Regions from separate parts of the Mus musculus genome. Here region 1 is linked to region 2. The links are chromatin contacts, called in public Hi-C maps. All regions are on one chromosome and are shown on one strand. Each heading gives the region's core, a stretch centred on a gene start, on an enhancer-like site or on the middle of the called end of the contact. The rest is flanking DNA. Distances are from core to core; before and after follow the strand shown. Region 1 overlaps Grin2b (glutamate receptor, ionotropic, NMDA2B (epsilon 2)). Region 2 has its middle 25 kb from the start of Gm25136.

Region 1 (6,481 bases), core at 96-2,595, 330 kb before region 2:
GTCATAAAGGACTCCCCTTTATGGCTTCTTCCATCTGCGGTGGATAGACCGGCTTATAACCATAAAGGAATTCCTTCCACAGGAGAACATTGTTTAATGATAAAAGACAAAGCCAGATTCAGGGTTGCATATAAAGGAAATGTTGGCGAAGAGGGAGACTGAGTTACAGCAACACCTGATACGTACATAGTGTTTTGTGGCCCACAGACATTAACATTCCCACAGTGTGACTGGGCATGAGCTTTGGCTCCACCCTGGAACCTCTGGGGAGTGCTAACTCTCAGATTCTACCAGGAAGCTCTAGAGATGAAGTCCGGTCATCCGAGGCTTAACCTATAAAACCCAGGGATGGTTTATAACAGACATTTCTTTTCCCGGGGGGAAGTATCTGTTTAATAGATACTTAAGCTGCTGCGCTGCTTCTGTCCCCTACTCTCATTTTATCTCCCAGCCATTAAGCTTTAAAAGAAGACCAAATCTTTATCCTTTCATAAAGGAGAGAAGAAAGCCATCAGCCCAGCAGGAAAGAGTTAAGACCTGTCCCAGTGGCTCTAGGAGACTCTAAGTGGCCCACAGAAGATGAATGCACCAAGCACTCTTCTAGGGATTGGCAGAGACCAGGGGAGGGCAGTTTTGAACAAAACTGACCCCTTCCCTGGCTTCAGGGAGCTCATTTCCTGGTGGGCGGGGCTAGGGAGCTAACACATGAGCAAATGAATGAATATAATACCAAGTGCTCTGGGAACCGTGAGCCAGGATGCGGTGGCTCTGAGCCATATGGTCCCAGCCTCAAAGGGCCTCCTGGAAATGCGATTATTCATAGAGAAAGTTGCTACTTGTATGTGTACCAATTGTGAAACATTATTTGGGGAAAGTTTAAACCATGACTGACTTCAAGTAAACATTTAATTTTTTAAAATTATGCCGATAGACCCTCTGCTGAAATTTTATAAAGCTGTTGTGCCGAGACTTCAGGCACATTCCTACCCATGGAACGGAGCAATGTGGTGTTAATATTTGATCTCCTTTTGTTGTTATGCTGTGGCTAGCCCATAGAGAATGAGATGAATTTTTGTAACCATTTCAATATTTATGCTTGCGTTTCCCAACAAAGCATGAATGTTCATTGTTCACTACGAGCTATGTATGGTAAGTTGCCTCTCTAATCTGCTGTCATAAGCGAACATGACATCTTTTGGCTTTCTTTCCTGACTGTTAATTATGGCAATTATGTCACTTTTTTACTTGTCCTCACTTGACCCTGTAGCATCCCAATGTGACCTTACACAGGGACGTGGTGCAGATGGATATAAAACAGGAAGTTCTCTGTCTGTTTTTAGATCATAGATGTGATCTGTGTGTCCTATAGGAAAGATGGGACATCTAAAGGTTAAATTGGCTCCTAGCACTTAAGGATTCAGATTTCTGTAGAATTCTGGATTTCAGAATCTTCTAAATATCAGAGAGAGCAGCAGCAGCAGCGGACTATCGCCCTTCTGGAGCTAAGGAGAGCAGTCTCCTTTGGCTGCACTACACGTTCTCCATTTCCACCCCTGGAGACACTGGAGAGTCATCTCCAAGAACAGAGAAGATTTCAGAAAGCACCCATTCCTTGTTTAAGAGCTAAAATGTGTGCCTTGGGAAAGGGCACACTGGGATTAAGGGGTACCCAGTTTATCTGGCCTTTTGGTGCCTCCCTGCAGTTCATCTTGAGGTCTCTAGAGGGCGACTGAGACTTCTGTGCTATGTCTTCGAAGTCTGAACCACCTCAGTCTGTAATACACTAAGTCTCCCATTTCACCTTAGAAAACAATAGACACTGGGTGAAGGCCCCTCTATTTCTCAGGCAACAAAATATAGAAACAATATGCCACCATTTAACACCTTAAAGCGTTGCAAGAGGATTTGGAGTGATCCAAAAGTACCAGTGGGCCCAGAGGAGAAGGCTTCAACCAAGAGTAAGGAGGGCTCAAAAAGGTATGTTGGTGGGGAGTAAGAGAAAGAAGTGTAGAATTAAAAACAAACAGACAAACAACAGAAAAATAAATAAAAACAAAAACCCCACTCCCCTTAGAATAGGAAAATGCCGTCACATCTTAAATGTAAAATGAAAAAAAAAAAACTGACAGCGATTAAGGGAGGAAGGGAGAGAGAGAGAGAGAGAGAGAGAGAGAGAGAGAGAGAGAGAGAGAGAGAGAGAGAGAGAGAGAGTGTGTTAGTTCAGCGCTCCAGATAGAAAGGAAGAAGGTAATGGCATTAATTGCTTGTATATTTGTGCAAGTTCTAAATAAGGATGTGAGGGGAGGGCCTAGTCTCTCTCTGTTCCAGGAAAGTGGCATTTTAGATTCTCCCACATCCTACTCCTGAAGTTAGAAGCATTCCATCTCAGAGTGGAACTGGTTCTTCAGAGAACCACAAGGATCATGTAGCCACATTTCAGAGCACAGACAAATCCATCCCGACTGGCTTTTCTGCAGTCTGTGAGAGTCTGGCCTTTACCCCCCTGTGCTGTCAGCATGCAGTCAGCTTTAGTCTAAGTCCGCAGACATAGGTGAAGGACTCAGTCATAGAGACCCCTGCATCAGAGGCTAAGAGAAAAATCAAGGCGAATGTGACAGCTCACTCTCTCTCTCTCAAGGACTGTGTGCACTTAGCAGAAGGGATAAGAAGGTCAAGAGGCAGGGAAGACTATGAGGAGCATGCTGCAATGAGATACTCCCTGGACATGGCCCCTGCTCTTACCAAAGTTCTAGCTCAGCCTGCTTCCAAGTGTGGGCGGAGCTTGGAGATGCAGGAATGGGATAAGCCAGAAGAGATGGGGGCGTAGCTTAGAGATGCAGGCATGGGCTAAGCCAGAAGAGATGGGGGCGGAGCTTGGAGATGCAGGAATGGGATAAGCCAGAAGGGATGGGGGCGGAGCTTAGAGATACAGGCATGGGATAAGCCAGAAGAGATGGGGGCGGAGCTTAGAGATGCAGGCATGGGATAAGCCAGAAGAGATGGGGGCGGAGCTTAGAGATGCAGGCATGGGATAAGCCAGAAGAGATGGTGGCGGAGCTTAGAGATGCAGGCATGGGATAAGCCAGAAGAGATGGGGGCGGAGCTTAGAGTAGCAGGCATGGGATAAGCCAGAAGAGATGGTGTGCTGCTGCTTTTGAGATGAACTTGTACGATGAACTCCTCTCTTGGATTACTCTTTCTCCGTCTCATATTCCTTGATCTGAAGAAAGCTCACCATACTGTTGCAGAAAAGCTCTCTCACATGAGGAAGAGCTCTGGTCTCTGACCAACAGCCAACAAGGATCTGGGGCCTGCCAGGTGCCATTTTCCAAGCCGCCCAAAAATCTGACTGTGGGTTTAGTTACAACGTCCAACCTGCGGATCCAGCCAGGCTGCACCTGGATTTCTGGCCCATGAAAACTATGATTTAAAAAAAAAAGTAGCCGGGCACACGCCTTTAATCCCAGCCCTTGGGAGGCAGAGGCAGGCAGATTTCTAAGTACATGGCCAGCCTGGTCTACAGAGTGAGTTCCAGGACAGTCAGGGCTACAGAGAGAAACCCTGTCTCAAAAAACCAAAAAATAAATAAATAAATAAATAAATAAATAAATAAATAAATAAATAAATAAATAAATAAATAAAGTGTTTTCTTCGAATGCATTTTGTGGTGAAAATTTCACAAAGTCATAGATAATAAATGAAAAGGATTTAGAGAATAAAATGACATTTCTGATTTTAAAATTGTGGAAGGATTTGAGACTATGATTTTAAATTGGTCTTCATGAGGCAGGTCACAATGGATAGAGAGTACTATTACAGCCAGAGGTAATGGAAGGTGAAGTGTGTTTTTATTCATAGGATAATAGGCTTTCTGACTTGTCCTAATGGTAGGTACAAACAAGAGACTAGAGAATGACCTTTAAAGAACCATTGGCCCTGGAGGCCATTAAAGGCAAAGAGAGCCTGGATGAAAACTCAAGAAGCAATCAGAAACTATGGAGTCATGAGAAAACCAGATGTAATTATGGCTTTTATTTAGAGTATGTATCTACTAGCTTTGAGGGACTGAGATGACCACTCTCGTTATCTAGGACCCATGGACAAACACTGGGCATAGGGAGCAGAGACGAGGATCAGGGAGAACGAATCAGGACCATATCAGAAGAGACAAAGCCCGAGCTCTGGACGCCAGGATGAGCACGGGGCACTTGGATCCAAATGAGACGGGAGTCAGTGCAAGGGAAGAGATTATATGGATTCTATTTTAAGTGTCTTAAAGCTGAGTCATTGTCGAGAAGGGAAAAAAAAGAAATATAAATTTATATACATTTATTATTCTGTTGGGAAGATGCCACAAAAGTGCAGATTTGGGGTTGTTCTCCGTAAAAGTAACTAAAAGCCAGTAAGTAGATGGGTAAAGACCCAGGGAAGAGAGGATCAAGGGCATGTATGAGCTAAAGACTCTGCCTGAGGTCATGAGAAGATGGTAGAATTGTCAGAGGAAAGGGAGAAACTGTCCTGCAAGGGGTAGGAGGAAAGCCTTGTGCAATGACCAGCAGCTTTAAGGAGGAGAGGAGAGGATGCCAAGGAAGGTCACTGGGGGCTCACACATGCGTTATCAGATGGCATGTCTCACCAGGTCTGTCCCCAGAAGAGTTAGATCAGGCAACGCTGTCCAGTTCCTTGGCAGCTTGGGTAAATCTTGGAATGTGTAGGGCTCTGTTAGGTTAAGGAATAAGTGAACATGTATTTTCACCCAAATTCAAGTTTTTCTTTTTCTCAAGGTGAACTTCTTTGAAGGAGTATCTTAGGAGTCTTAATGCAATTGCTAAGACACCAGGCCTGTGTCTGTGTTTTCCTGAAAACAGTCTATGGACTTTGTTCTGTAATCTCTCAGAGGACTAGGTCGTTCCAATTGACAACTTCAATTGAATGGATCTTCTTATTCATGGACTTCTAGCTTGGAGATCTCTCCCAATCCTGCTGACTTTATCATTTTTAATTGTTATTACATTTATCTATTGTTTGTATATGTGTGTGAGGCACACATGCCACAATGCACATGTGGAGTACACTGGACAACTTTCAGGACTCAGTTCTCTCTCTCTACTATGTGGGTCCCAGGGATCGAACTCAGGATTCCCCGCAAGCTCCTTTACCACTGAGCTAGCTTGCTGACTAGTTCTTGGTTTTCCGAGTCACAGTCTTATCAGGCAGTCCAGGCAGACCTTGGTTTCTAGAGTCCCAAGATCCCTCTGCCTCAGCCTCCCACATTCTGAGTTTACAGCTATACTCCACCATGCCTGGCTTCTTCTCTGAGCCAATATTCAAATCTGTTTTTAGCTAGATGGACTTACTACTACTTAACAGACCCTTTTATGGGGAAGATTCCTAAAAGAGAAAAAGTATGGTTTTTTTTTTCATGTTTCCCATGAGATTTTGAGGACTCTTTGAAAACATAAAGACTGTTAGTCCATTGCATGGAGAAGAAATCCATTCTCAAGCATGAAGGAGAAAATGATGCTCACTCTGGACTCTGTTATCCAGGCACAGTCTCTGCTTGCATCTTGATTTCTACCATTCCAGGCCTGTGCCTTTGTCTTTACATATTGGAAGCATAGTTTATAAAAGATACATGGAGGCATAGTCTCATAAAATCTGGAAGTTATTGATTTAGTTCTGTAGTCTCCATTTTTCTTTTCAAAAATATGAGTGGTATGTACCAATACATGTCACACCTGCTTATTTGTTATCTATTGCTTATTGTACATTTATTTATGGCATAATTTTGTGCATCTCTGTGTACCTATACATGTGTGTATTTATATATCTTTAGGTACTGTATGTAGGTGTGTATGTATGTACACATACATACATGTGGAGCTCAGAGGACAATCTCAGGAATTTTATCCCTAGGGACCACCCACCTGTTTCTAAGATAAGGTCTCTTACTGTCATAGAACTTGCCATATAGGTAAGCTGGCTGGCCCATGAGCCCCGGGATCCCCCTATCTCTACCTCCCCAATGCTGAGGTTATGACTGTGTGCCACTATGCTCAACTTTTCTCATGGATTTGAGGGATCAAGTTTGCACCCCCATGCTTGCAAGACAAACAACTTATAGATTGAACTGTCTTCCCAGTCCCACGACATGTCGTCATTTGAATCACTGCCTCCTTTATCCCACACTCAACCTTCATCCAAAAGAGTCAGAATCGTCACTGTAGCTGTTTGGCTGAGTGCATAGACAGAGGGAGGTCTGTCTGTGTGGATTGCTACCCTTCACAGCACTCACTTGTGGGTGAGCTTCTGGAGGAGACTATGCCCACAGGTGTCTCAGAGAGCACCAGGACACCTGCCAGCATTGGCTCTTCCCACATTGCTAACATGAACCCTGCTCAGTCTCTAAGCCAGCACAGCCCTCTGGGGACTGACGTCGTAGCTGCAAATCTGTCTCCTGATGCTCTTTCCTAAATGCCTT
Region 2 (6,748 bases), core at 3,705-6,204:
ACCAAGAAATGAAGACACAATCTGCCACAATCTGCCACAATGCTCTCATTGCCACGATGCTCTTGCCCAAGTGCATGATGGGGGAAACTACAGAAGACGAAAGGCAACTTAACACCCCCACCTTTTAAGTTACTTCTGTCAGGTATATGATGGTAGAAGTGTAATCAATACTGCATGGATGTGTGACATATTTGCATAGTCTTGAAGATCATATGAAATAATTAACTGGCTATGAATTCAGATCTGGAGTTTCCCAGATCTATGATCTTGAATCTTAAAGCCTTAAAATTCTTGCCTTGACACTGCAGGTCCTGACTGGGTCATTACCTGGCCAGGCACAGTGGGAAGCAAGCAAATAGGTGGTAGAGAGATGCAAGAGAAGCTGAGCAATTTGTGAGCTATGAAGAGAGGTGGAACTGGAAACACGAAATGGATACTGTTCTTCTTCTTGGGAAATGGTGAATCACACTGTCTGATAGAGCTTGTAACCCAAACACAAGTGCCAACAGGCCTATGCCTTCTTCCTTTGAGAAAACTAACCACTGTGTGAGTTGCTGTGTCTCCCAGAGCTGCATCCTAGCTCAGGAAAAGAGCAGTATCTGCAGAGTGGAGACCCACAACTGGCTGACATGTCCTGATCTGTTTATGTCCCATCATTGGCCTATCTGCTCATCTGTCTAGTTGGTAGTGGTGGTGGTAAGATCAGTCTGATGTGAAAAGTCAGCACTACCACCTGAAGCCAAGCTGAAGTCCCAGCTCAGGATTGCCACCAAGAGCTATGTCTGCATCTGTGAGTCTGTGGGTCTGTGGGTCTGTGGCCCTACAGCAGCAAGGGTCTATGCCAATATCCATTGCCCATGTGACCACTCAAGGCCATGCAGATAGTCCTAGTTTGGGCTGCCACCTGGAGCCACATAAATCTCCAAGGGCTGTGCAGAGCTGGCCCCACCCCTAAATAGCCAAAGCCCTCATAAGAGCAGGCCCCCACTGAGAAATACAGTAGAGTTGTCCCGAGTGGCATGAGGGTAGGAGATCTGATGGCAGATCAATTCAGCCACCAACCAGACCCCAATCCAGGGCTCTGAGTTGGCCCACCCCAATATCTACCCCATCTAAAACTGCTAGAAGGCATTAAGGGGCCAGCCCTGGAGAACTTAAGCTACAAGATCTCCATGATACAGAGCAACAACATAATATCTGAGAGGAGACCCCATGAGGATCCAATATTGATAGCATAGCAGAAGCCAGAGGCCTCAAACCAGACCAATGACTCATTACAATGAGCATTTATTTGCAAATCAAGCTGTTTGGACAAAAAGGGTATATTGTGTGACACACAGTGACACACTTCAGCTTTCAGTGGCGAGATACTTTTGTTGTTGTTATTTTGTTTTTCTTTTCTTTAGTGGGGGTGATGGTGGTTGTGAGGGTAGAGGGCAGATATGGAGGGATGGGGAGATGAGTGGGATTGGGGTGTATGATGTGAGAATCTCAAAGCATCAATTTAAATAGTTATAAATCAATCAATCAATCAAACAAACTCTTCTATCTTTCTCTGTAAAATACAAGTGGCCCTGTTCTTTCTGTGACATTGTTGAATCTGTAATCTAGAAGGTCTCATTACATAACCAACTGCAGTTAGCTGTGTAGCTAGGAGCTACTCTACTGCAGCCTGAGGCCTCTGGAAGGGTATGTATCTGGTTCCTACTGCCAGTATCTGCTACCAGAACACCAAAAGCAACTGTAGCAGGAGAAGGGGGACAGCATCAGTGTCAAAGGTCAAGACAGACAGGACTTGGTAAGGATCGAAGGTGAACTCATCGGCATCAGAAGAGAGTGGGCATGTACATCAGGAAAGAGACTTCCCTAACAGTCTGACTCCCCAGAGATGTTCATTTCTAAAGAACCGTGTATGCCTATGATGAGATATGGTTCTCTCTGGAGAGTCCCCTCCACATGCCACCCTAGCAGATACAGTGGACACCCTTTCATAATATTCTAAATCAGAGACATCATACTGGCCTTTACTGGAGCAAGAAAGCATACCAATTCTCATGGAGCCGGACTAGCAATCTCTTCTAAGACTAAGGGGGGTTTTGCTTTTGTTTTTTTGTTGTTGTTGTTTGTTTGTTTGTGTGTTTTTGTTTTGGATCCTAGAATGTTCCAGAATGCTCAGTGGTGATAATCCTTCTTGCTTTGTTCTTATTATTTGTGCATATTTCAGGAATATGTATCTGACTGCCTGGGCTAGTCTTCTATATTTTTTTTTCTTTTGCTGGCATCTACTTCTTGACTTGTTTATGTAAGCTTACTTGGCAGCAGGCCAATTGCTACCTGATTACACACACACACACACACACACACACACACACACACACACACACACACACACACACACCACTTTATCTTTCTTCCCCCGTTCCTTAACTGATCTTGCTTACCGTGTGGCCTGGCATCACAGACATAGCCCTGTCACCCGTGTTTGTCAGATGGTCTCTTTACTGGTTTTATCTACACTCTACACGGGTGTTTGCCAGCCCACAGGCATAGCGTTTCAGGCAGTGACTATGCCGGCTGGGAAATAAATGCCATGCCCTGAAGGCTGTGGGGCAGGGAACCAAATAAAATTTCAGTCCCCTGTTGTGGCTTTGGTGATTGAGGGGGAAGTTGCCTTGCTCCTGCCTAGTGGCAGGACTGAGAAAGTATTGTCTTCCGGTATGGCTGTGTTTCCGAAAATCCTAATCCTGGGAGAAAGTGGGTGCCATTAACACAAAGTGTTGATGACACTCTAACATAATAATTAGACTCTCTTAGACAAGATTATCTCAAGTCTAGATGGATTTAATTTTCTTCTAATTCCCTGTGCTGTTTCCCGTGTTTTATGAGAGGCCGACAAACACTTGTATTTTTCCCTTTAGAAACTGTCAGCCCCCTGGTTGCTAAATGCACTTGTTCTTGGTTTTGTTCAGAAGCTCAAACCAGAAAAAAAAATCAGCTATCCAGACTTATTTGCAGCCCTTCTAATGATGTTTGATGCTGATCATAATAAATCAAAAGCACTGTGAGATCCCGACCGCAGTGTTCTATGATACAGAGGGAAAGCATGGTCTGACCCATTTTCATGAGAATACTGGGGCTTTGGGGTTTATTTGTTGGATGCATGCCTACTATGTGCAGGGCACGTGGTATGACCTAGGGAACTGGCACGAATAACCTATTCAAGAAAATTCCTTTGTTGGTATGATGGTCATAAGTGCTAGTGGCCACAGCTTAAAGAGGAAAGTCGTTTGTTTCCTAAGAAAGGGAGAGATCAGCAACGTAGGATTTCAGATGAGGAGGGTCAGTCAAAACTGGAATTGGATGGGGGAGAGACGGGGGAAGCTCCACAAAGAGAAGAGAATTGACTGAGTACCAAAAACTGAGAGATGACATTGAATGTGCAGCACAGGCTCTGTGGAAAGAAGAACCACTGTGGGCCAAAGCCAAGAGCACGGGTGAAAGGCACGAGTGTTAGGTAAGCATGGGTGAACGGGACCGTGGGATGATGTCATCCTATTGCCTATGGAGGGTTTGAGTTGGGGGAAATAAGTCACTCTTCAAAAGGGTTAACCCAGAGAAAGGTACCAGGAACAGAACGGTCGGAAAGCATCACCACCAGCCAGAGAGGGTGAACTTTACATCCTTTGGAAAATGAGATTACGTGTCAACAGCTATTTAACCCAAAATCTGGAAATACAAAGCACCCATCTCCAGATGCTCCAGATAAAGGGAAGTTTGCTGTTAACTGGTGAAGTGTGGGGTAGGGAAAGGTTACACGTCCTGCAAGGTGACATCTCCGACCAAGCAGGAGACAGGAGTCTAAGCATCACAATGAATTACGCTCCAAGTTATAAACACTGCCACCTTTCACATTCTCTGCTTTACTTTAAGCAATTATTTGATTATACAGTATGAAAAGGTGACATTTCATTACGCTGGAGAGACCTAACATGCTCTGTAGGCAGGGGAACCCGAGAAAGAGCCCGGTGACAGTTTTCAGCTCGGGGATGGGCTTCAGTACCACTGTTATCATCTAGGGATGTGTCCTGCACAGCTCAGAGATGTGAGGAACATAGATGCAGCTGCCGCCAGTTTAACTCTTGGATTTCTGAATCTGGTCCAGACGCTGAGTTTGGAATAATAAAAACCTTTAAATGAGTGTACTATGTGAGTGAATAATAATAAACAAATCAATAGAAATGGCAGCAATATTGTTTAAAATAGGCACACAGAAAGAGGGGGAGGGGGAGGGAGAGGGGAGGAGAGGGAGAGAGAAGGGAGACAGAGAGAAAGACAGAGAGAATGATGGGGGGAGGGAGTGAGAACAAGGGGTGCTCTTTCCAGAGTAGGCAATTATGGTGGTTAGAATCCTCCTTAATTGTTTCTTCACATTAGTTTGAGAGTCAGGAACTCTCCTTGAACCTGAGGCTGGTGACCTCGGCTAGACTGGCCTTGGGATATTCTTGTATCCACCCCTCCTCAAGATACTACCTGCTGCCTCCTTCCCAGCACTGAGGTTGTAAATGTGCAATGTTCTGCCTGGCTGGCTCTTGTGTGGGTGCTGGCAATCCAGCCTCATGTTCCTATGCTTATACCTTATGCTTAACCCACTGAGCCGTCTCCATAAGAGTATTATATGTTGTGTTTGATTAGCACTTCCTCTGGTAATCCTCTTTTCCTTTGCATTCCTTTTCTGCTCAATATGTCTCCTTTTTCCACCGGAACAATTTTCAACATGAGGCCCTAAGGTACCAGCTCCCCCTTTTTTTTAGTAGATTCCCCAACTAACTGGTTAATCTCCTACTCTCTCATTACATTCTCCTCTAATGACGATAGGTAGTAACTGTCTCCAGAGACATCCTACCAACATTTATATTCCTTCCAAATTAGAAGAGAAGGCATCTCTCCAGATCATAAAGAATACATTTATTTTAAGGTACAGTGGAGAGAACACACAGAAATTAAAGTGTGTTTAATGAGAGCCTCTGCTAGCTTGTAGAAATTTTAGCTCCGTGGGCTGCTAGCTCTGATTTTCGTAGCCACAGTTCCATTCCCTTGGCCTTGGCATTAGGTCACAGGACAACTCGGGAGTTATCAGTTCAGAGGCAGAAAAAATTAAAAATTCACATCTTATCTCTGGCTCTGAATATTTTGTTTGGGGGAATTGTCGTTTTAGGTTTGGTTGGTTGATTATCTACTGTTTATTTTCCAGACAGAGTCTGTGTAGTCCAGGCTACCCTTGAACCCTCCCAATCTTTCTGCAGGCATCTCTTGAGTGCTGAGATTACAGTCACGCACCACCATGCTATGCCCTCTTGCTATGACCTTCTATGTCTCGTGCTTTCTTCTCTTTTCTCACTTACTTCTGTCCTCTCCTATTGTTCCACTTCCCTCTCTCCATTTCCTCCTCTCTCTCTCCTTTTCCTCCTCCTCCTCTCTCTCCTCTACTTTCCTTCCCTCTCTCCTCTGCATCCCTCCCCTCTTTTCCCAGCCTTTCTACCTCCATCTCTTATTTTCTTATCTGAGCATCATGCTCTTCATCTTTCAATTGTCTTTAGACTCTTGGCTCTTTTTTTCTGTGCCTGCTGGTCACAAGCTGGGCTCTTAGATCAAGAACCCACATGCCTAAGGATTATGAAATCCCCAGTCCTTACTTTGAATTCATAAAATTGGTTCTCCTAAGCACAAGCATTTGACATGCACATTCATACAGGGAACTCTAGAGGCCATGTCTCATTATCTTCCAGGTTTTATGTGACCCTTGACAAGGATGAGCTCGGCGGCTTTATCTACCCTGTGAAGGAGGCATTAAATCCATGTCACAGAAAACAAAATATAACTTCTGCCCAGTGAGATCAAGATCCTCGATGGTAGACATCAGAACTAAACCTCACTTCTCCTGCCCTGTTGCTGTCTTAACTGTTCTGATCTTAGTGCTTGTATAAGCGGGGTTGCACCTAAGTCAAATCAGACTAACGAACAAGATTCTATGAACTATTGTAAAGGCTGGAATCTTGAGAGTAGGGTACCTGTGGGGGTAGCTCATTTATTTATTTATTTATTTATTTATTTATTTGTTTATTTATTTATTTATTTATTTATTTATTTATTTATTTATTTAAAATTTTTCTCTATATAGCCCTAACTGTCCTTGAACTCACTCTGTAGACCAGGCTGGCCTCCAGCTCAGAAATCTGCCTTCCTCTGCCTCCCAAGTGCTGGGACTAAAGGTGTGCACCATCACTGCCCGGCTTTTTATGTATGTGTACTTGTCTATGTGCATCCATGCATATGGGGGATAGGGTACCAGCAAAGGCCAGCAGAGGGCATCAGATCATGAACTGGATTTATAAGTGATTATGAGCTGTCAAGTGGGTGCTCAGAACTGAACTCCCGTCCTCTGCAAGGGTAACACGTGCTCTTAATGTCTGATCCATCTCTCCAAGACCCGGGATCGAGTTCTTGCAGAGAATGTTCTACGGAGAGAAGACTTCTTGCCATAGCCTCATCTGACAGGAAGATAGCAAAACCTTGGATTTGGTGTGGCTTGGATAGTGTGGCTTCAACACATGACACGAACATCCATCCCACTGAAGTTTGTAGAATTTCTAGAATCTGCAAAGTTGACAGCTCATCCCGGGCTCCAAAAGAAGCCAAGGCTTGTGAGATCTGCCATTTGGCCTAGCGATGGGATATGTCCGTCATCTCC

What was found. A called contact is a pair of places that touch in the nucleus more often than the background predicts.
Region 1: a Hi-C map of cerebral cortex shows a contact between it and region 2, with 2.2 times the contacts expected there. The contact joins two enhancer-like sites. A contact is called at or near these places in 4 of 484 Hi-C or Micro-C datasets (cerebral cortex, embryonic stem cells and nephron progenitors) and 2 of 115 datasets of contacts at active chromatin or transcription factors (VIP interneurons and double positive thymocytes).

The regions. Positions count from the first base shown.
Region 1 is chr6:135,823,390-135,829,870 of GRCm38.p6, reverse strand. The region is part of intron 6 of Grin2b (glutamate receptor, ionotropic, NMDA2B (epsilon 2)); the gene reads left to right. Among named protein-coding and RNA genes, the nearest start is that of Gm14330, 26 kb to the left of the region's middle. Within about 2 kb of position 1,345, at least 17 of the 459 cell types and tissues checked have an H3K27ac peak or open chromatin away from gene starts, as enhancers often do. A contact at or near this core is called in cerebral cortex, where this site is marked.
Region 2 is chr6:135,498,402-135,505,149 of GRCm38.p6, reverse strand. No RefSeq gene overlaps it. Among named protein-coding and RNA genes, the nearest start is that of Gm25136, 25 kb to the left of the region's middle. Within about 2 kb of position 4,954, at least 5 of the 459 cell types and tissues checked have an H3K27ac peak or open chromatin away from gene starts, as enhancers often do. A contact at or near this core is called in cerebral cortex, where this site is marked.